Regions from separate parts of the Mus musculus genome. Here region 2 is linked to region 1. A link is a contact called in public HiChIP or PLAC-seq data. All regions are on one chromosome and are shown on one strand. Each heading gives the region's core, a stretch centred on a gene start, on an enhancer-like site or on the middle of the called end of the contact. The rest is flanking DNA. Distances are from core to core; before and after follow the strand shown. Region 1 has its middle 19 kb from the start of Slc7a1. Region 2 has its middle 57 kb from the start of Ubl3.

The links. HiChIP or PLAC-seq counts read pairs in DNA pulled down with a chosen protein or histone mark.
Region 2: an H3K4me3 HiChIP or PLAC-seq map of the SCID.adh cell line shows a contact between it and region 1, with 16 read pairs. The contact joins two enhancer-like sites. A contact is called at or near these places in 2 of 115 datasets of contacts at active chromatin or transcription factors (the SCID.adh cell line and embryonic stem cells) and 2 of 9 other capture datasets (liver and pancreatic islet).

What each region holds. Positions count from the first base shown.
Region 1 is chr5:148,417,864-148,420,563 of GRCm38.p6, reverse strand. No RefSeq gene overlaps it. Among named protein-coding and RNA genes, the nearest start is that of Slc7a1, 19 kb to the right of the region's middle. Within about 2 kb of position 1,358, at least 48 of the 459 cell types and tissues checked have an H3K27ac peak or open chromatin away from gene starts, as enhancers often do. A contact at or near this core is called in the SCID.adh cell line, where this site is marked.
Region 2 is chr5:148,494,002-148,496,701 of GRCm38.p6, reverse strand. No RefSeq gene overlaps it. Among named protein-coding and RNA genes, the nearest start is that of Ubl3, 57 kb to the left of the region's middle. Within about 2 kb of position 1,266, at least 136 of the 459 cell types and tissues checked have an H3K27ac peak or open chromatin away from gene starts, as enhancers often do. A contact at or near this core is called in the SCID.adh cell line, where this site is marked.

The sequences.
Region 1 (2,700 bases), core at 109-2,608:
CTCCGCCATTATGGCTCCACCATGTGGACGACACCTCTGTCTCCTGCGGGAGATATGTATTGGCCCGGAGCTCTGTCATTAAACTACCTCATGCTTTTACATCAAGATGGTTGTCTGTTTGTGATTCTTAGGTGGGCACCAAACGGGAATTGAGTGGGGGTTTCCCCACTAGGTTCTTTCACTACTACCCCCTGTGGGCCAAGCATTCAAACACATGAGTCTATGGGGCCATTTCTAGTCAAACCTCCACAGGGTTTATTTGTTTCTTCTTTATTTATACAGAACTCATTAGGCAGGGATCGATTCCTTTTCCAAAACATCGATCTTAGCATTTTCGTCTCTGGGCACGTGTTTTAACTTCCTCTTGGTCATAAGTTTAGTCCTCATTGATAAACCACGACAGAACAGTTACAATCATTTTCCCTCATCCACTCCATAATCCAACTTTTAAGATTCTTGCCGTTTCAATGGCATTAGACAGAAAGAAAATCTCCAAGCCAGCCTGAGCAGATTGCCAGGTCCTGAGTAGTATACTATCAACTTTTAATGACCCGAGTGTTAATTATCATTGGGCCCAAGAAAAATCTTCAGGCCAAAGCTGCTGTGGTTATTATTCAATTTCTGCCATAATGCGATGTTTATACCTTTGTAGAATTATTTATGTGTTTGATCTTGGTATTCTTTTGTTCCTTGGTCATAGAACACCACAGTGGACCTGCACAAGCTCATTTTACTAAGAAATGTCCTGACACCTTATTATTTTATCATCTTCCTGCACCACTCTTTGTCCATCTGTGTGTAGCCCCTGTGTAAGACAGAGATACTTTGTCGCTGTATCTTTTCCTCAACAGGCATACCACATATGGCCTCCAGCCTTATATGCCACATATATATGCCTGAGTGTAGAGTAAAATGAGGGCTTTCATCTGATCTGCTGCCAACTCCTCTAGACCTTTGAATCTTTGATTACCTTTTTAAAGTTCATTTTGTTCTGATTTTCTGGTTCCTAAGTAAGGACAAGGGCAGATGTTCCAAGAGTATCTCGGAGCCAGAGCCTCACAAGATCTCTGGCGTCTTTATGAGTCACAACCTTCAGGGCACAAGGAAGGCCTTCAAGTAGAGCCAGATAAGAATACTTCCCTAAAAGTTTCGAAGGGGAGCATGCTCAGGACTTTCCTGATGAAGCTTAGAAGCAGCACTCCTGGGAGAAGGCATAAGTAATTCATAAGAATTTTCCCTCCCAAGCATGCAACACGCGGAGATCAAGACTGAAAGTGAAAGACACAACAGCGATTGCATCATGCAACTCAGCTTGGCTGGATCCTTGCCAAGTTGCTTAGGACTTTTGCTGTTTCCATTAGATGGCGGTGCCAGAAAGGTTTACAATAGAGTGAAGACTGAACTGGTGTGTATGCCTGACAGGACGGTGACAATGGCTGCGTTTGTCTTTTTGCACCCATGTGACAAAGTTTTTGAGGGGAGGAGTTTTGTCTGCCTTCAAAGAGTTCAGGCTCCATTGCCTCTGGGGCAGCGAGGAGGCAGGTGTCATGGCAGACTACCGTTGCTCAGTTCAGGCAACACAAAGGTAGAGTGAACAGAGAGGAAGGGGACTGGGGACAAAATGTATCTTTCCAGAGGCACACTCTTAGCATGCTGCTCCATCCAGTCTCTCCCCATCATCTCCCAGCAAGATGTCAGATCAGGGCTCCATCAGTGGATGAATGTATTGATTAAGTCACGGCCCTCGTAGTCCAATCACCTCATGGTCCAATAAATGATCCATTTCACCAGCCAGGGGACCCTCAGGATATGTTTGACTGTTGGAGATTGGTTCTAAGGCTTTGATTCATTCCAGAATCTGCATGACCAGACTCTGAAGGTCCTTGGACCCAATTGGATTTTGATCGATCAATAAAGATGCCAACAGCCAATGGCTGGGCTCGGGGCGGGACACTTAGCGTTGCAAGGGTGAGGCTGCAGAGAGGAACAGGAGAGAATAGCCAGGATTCGGGGAAGAAGGCTGGGATGCAGAAGTGGCAGGAGATAAAGCCAACCAGCCACGTGTGACTTCTGGTAAGTGGCCACTGGCCACTTTCCCGATTGGGCCTGGGGTAGCAGGAGAAGGTTTAGGACTGCCCAGCCTTTGAGATAGCCAAGACATTTTAAAAATAAGCTAGTGTGTGTGTGTGTGTGTGTGTGTGTGTGTGTGTGTGTGTGTGTGTGCGCGCGCGCGCACACACACACACATTTCATTCCCAGATCCAAAGATAGCTCCTGAACGGGTGCGCATGTGCAATCTGCCAGGAGGCAAAGCGATGTAGCCGAAACTCACCGCTACATTTTAGCAGATACTAAATTTAGGTTAGCAATTTTGTGGTGTTTCTTTAGAATATATCATCCTGAGGCTGGAAGTGTAGCCCAATGTAAAAACCTCCTATGTGAGGTTCTGAGTTTGATCAGCATCCCCCTCCCCCCCCCCAAATTGTCATGACCCAATGTTTTCTATGGAAATCTGGAAATGCTTCTTTAAAACAAATTATGTGCATGAGTGTTTGCATGTATGTATGTGTACCGTGTGCATGCAGTGCCCATGGTGTCCAGAAGAGGGCATCTGATTCCCCTAGAACTGGAGTTACAGTGCTTGTGAGCTACCATGTGGGTGCTGGGAAGCAAACTCAAGTCCTCTGCAAGAGCAGCCAG
Region 2 (2,700 bases), core at 17-2,516, 76 kb before region 1:
TTTTTTCCTGGTCTGGAATGTTCAGTATTAGGGTGTGAGTTCAATAAACTATTCTCTTTTTTAAAAGATTTATTTATTATATTTATATGCGTACACTGTAGCTGTTTTCAGACACACCAGAAGAGGGTATCAGATTCTATTACAGATGGTTCTGAGCCACCATGTGGTTGCTGGGATTTGAACTCAGGACCTCTGGAAGAGCAGGCAGTGCTTTTAACCACTGAACCATTATTTGGGGGGAAAACTGGTTAAAAAATTACTGCTAGCATTAATATATACAAAACATTAATAATCATTTTTTACACTGTGGTCTTTCTTGTCATTTTCATGGTTTTATTGATGGTGGTGGTTTGGGCTGAGACTGGGCCTGTTACTGAGACTGCCTAGAACTGCTAGTTATCCTCCTGCTTCAGCCCTCTGAGTACTAGGATTACTAATGTGACCCACCGTGCATGGCTATTGGTCTGCTTAAAATGACGATTCCGCCCTCTGTCGGTAAGGTTGCTCTGACATGCTCTTCCCATATGTCTGCATCAGCTCCTCCCTGATGCCTTCTGATCACATGGACAGCTTGTGACGGGGTAACGGCCTCAGTAGCCCTTCCCTTCAGTGATTTGTAGACATTACTTTGTTGTTTAAGGGCTTTGATTGTTGTTTGATTTTTGGTTTGGGTTTTTTAAGACAGGGTTCCTCAGTGTAGCCCTGGCTGCCCTGGAACTCACTCTGTCAACCATGCTGGCCTCGAACTCAGATCCACTTACCTCTGCTAACTGAGTGCTGGGATTAAAGGTATGCAGCATCACACCCAGCTATCAGCTTTGATATTGTAAAAGAACACAAGCTAGTCTGAGTTGTTTCTGTTGCAATTGATTTTTTTTTGTTCCTGGATACCTGGACATTTCCTAGTTTGTCTTGGCATAGAAACTTCAGCACCAAAATTCCCAAGAACACAAGGTATACCTTCAGTCTATGGGTTGAATTCTATCTGGAAGATTTGTGCACACACACACATGCACACGCCTTCCCGTCCTCCTCCTCTCTTCTTCTATTGCCCAGGTAGCCAGGTAGACATTCCTGGGCTAAAGCAAACCCCACACCCGACCCCATCTCGGAGTTCCTAGAGCCGTAAGAGCAGAGAGCCCACCAGGCCAGACTTTGGTACTCCCCTTGTGGAAGTCCCGTGACCCCTCGCCAGCCCTCTGCGTCAACGCCCCGCCCCTTTCTTCTTGGGCTTTCCTCAGTGCCTGTCTAGTCTCTCCTCTGCGTGTGTGAACAGTCCCATGGTCTTCATTTGCACTTCCTCTCACTTCCGTACTGCTTTCTTTTGTCAGCACTTGGGTTCTCAGCTGACGTCTAGGGCTTTGATCTTTTTTTTTTTTTTTTCCAACTTTACATGCTTGCTTCCTGATTACAGTAGTCTAGAGTTTGAGGAAATGGCATGGGCGTGGGTGGGGGAGGGGTGGCTGAAACCTGCTGGTGTGACCCTGGACCCTGTTGCCTAGCTGGAGAAATGTTGCTAATGTCCCCGCGTGGGCTTGCCCTCAGCCTTCAGCTGATCTCCTACACTCGTTTCTGGTAGGATGCCCCTTCAAGCTTCCCTTTCTATCATCTTCCCGATCCTCTACTCCCCCACCTGCTCAGATCTCATATCGCCCCTTGACTCCTAGGAAGTCTTCTTTGAGAAGTCCTTTTATTTATCTCTCATTTTGCTTGTCAGGATGAAGGGGAAGAGCCTGCTGATACTCACAGTCCACGCAATCCCTTGCTTCTCTAATGATTTTGATGGCAATAGATTAATTATACAAAACAGTAGGTTTCATTGTGAGCTGTCTCATTCAAAGCACGTACAGATAATGTCCTTTGATCATATTCTTCAACCCTTCCCCCTTTCTAAAAAATCTCCCTTTTACTTCTATGTCTCCTGGGGAACCAAGAAAGGCCTGAGTGACCATGTAAGGGGCAGATAAGCCCTGAGGGATGGGTATCATTGACCAGGGCGAGTGCCTCAGATCTATGGAAACTGGCAAAGTCTTTCTTTAGGGTAGACATTAAGAGTATGCAAAAAAATAAAAAAGAACAAAACAAAAATACTAACAGCTGTAGGGATCTGTTCCCAGATTGTTGCAACCTGAGAGAGCTGACCTACAGAGCCCTCCTACCAAAACAGTTAGCTCCTCTCCTACAGAGCCCGCCCACCAAAACAGCTAGCTCCTCCCTCTACAGAGCCCTCCCACCAAAACAGCTAGCTCCTCCCCCTGTGCGGTACAAAATACGTGCGAAGGTTCCAGGCTGTTGGTGCTGCTCCAGGAGAGGAATCAAGCTCACCCGATCCCAGCTTTTCTCTATGTGTGTCTGTGTGTCTGTCCTCTGGGATCAAGTCCATAGACATGTCTTTTACTGGTTTTGACCTCTAGAGTTTGCCTGTAAGAGAAAACACACATTTGTCTTTCTGAGTTTGGCCTGCTTTACTCAATGTTCAATGCAATGACTTCCATTTTCCAGTAATGTTACTGTTCCAGATGGCTGAATAAAAATTCTATTGAATAAATACACTACATTTCCCTTACCGATTCATCTGAGCATGTAGACCAGTTCTGTCTCTTGACTACCAATGTGGATGTTCAAGCCCCTCTGGCATGTTGGCAGATGTCTGGCTGACTCCTAGGACAGGTGCTCCCACTGTGACCACCATGCTAATTT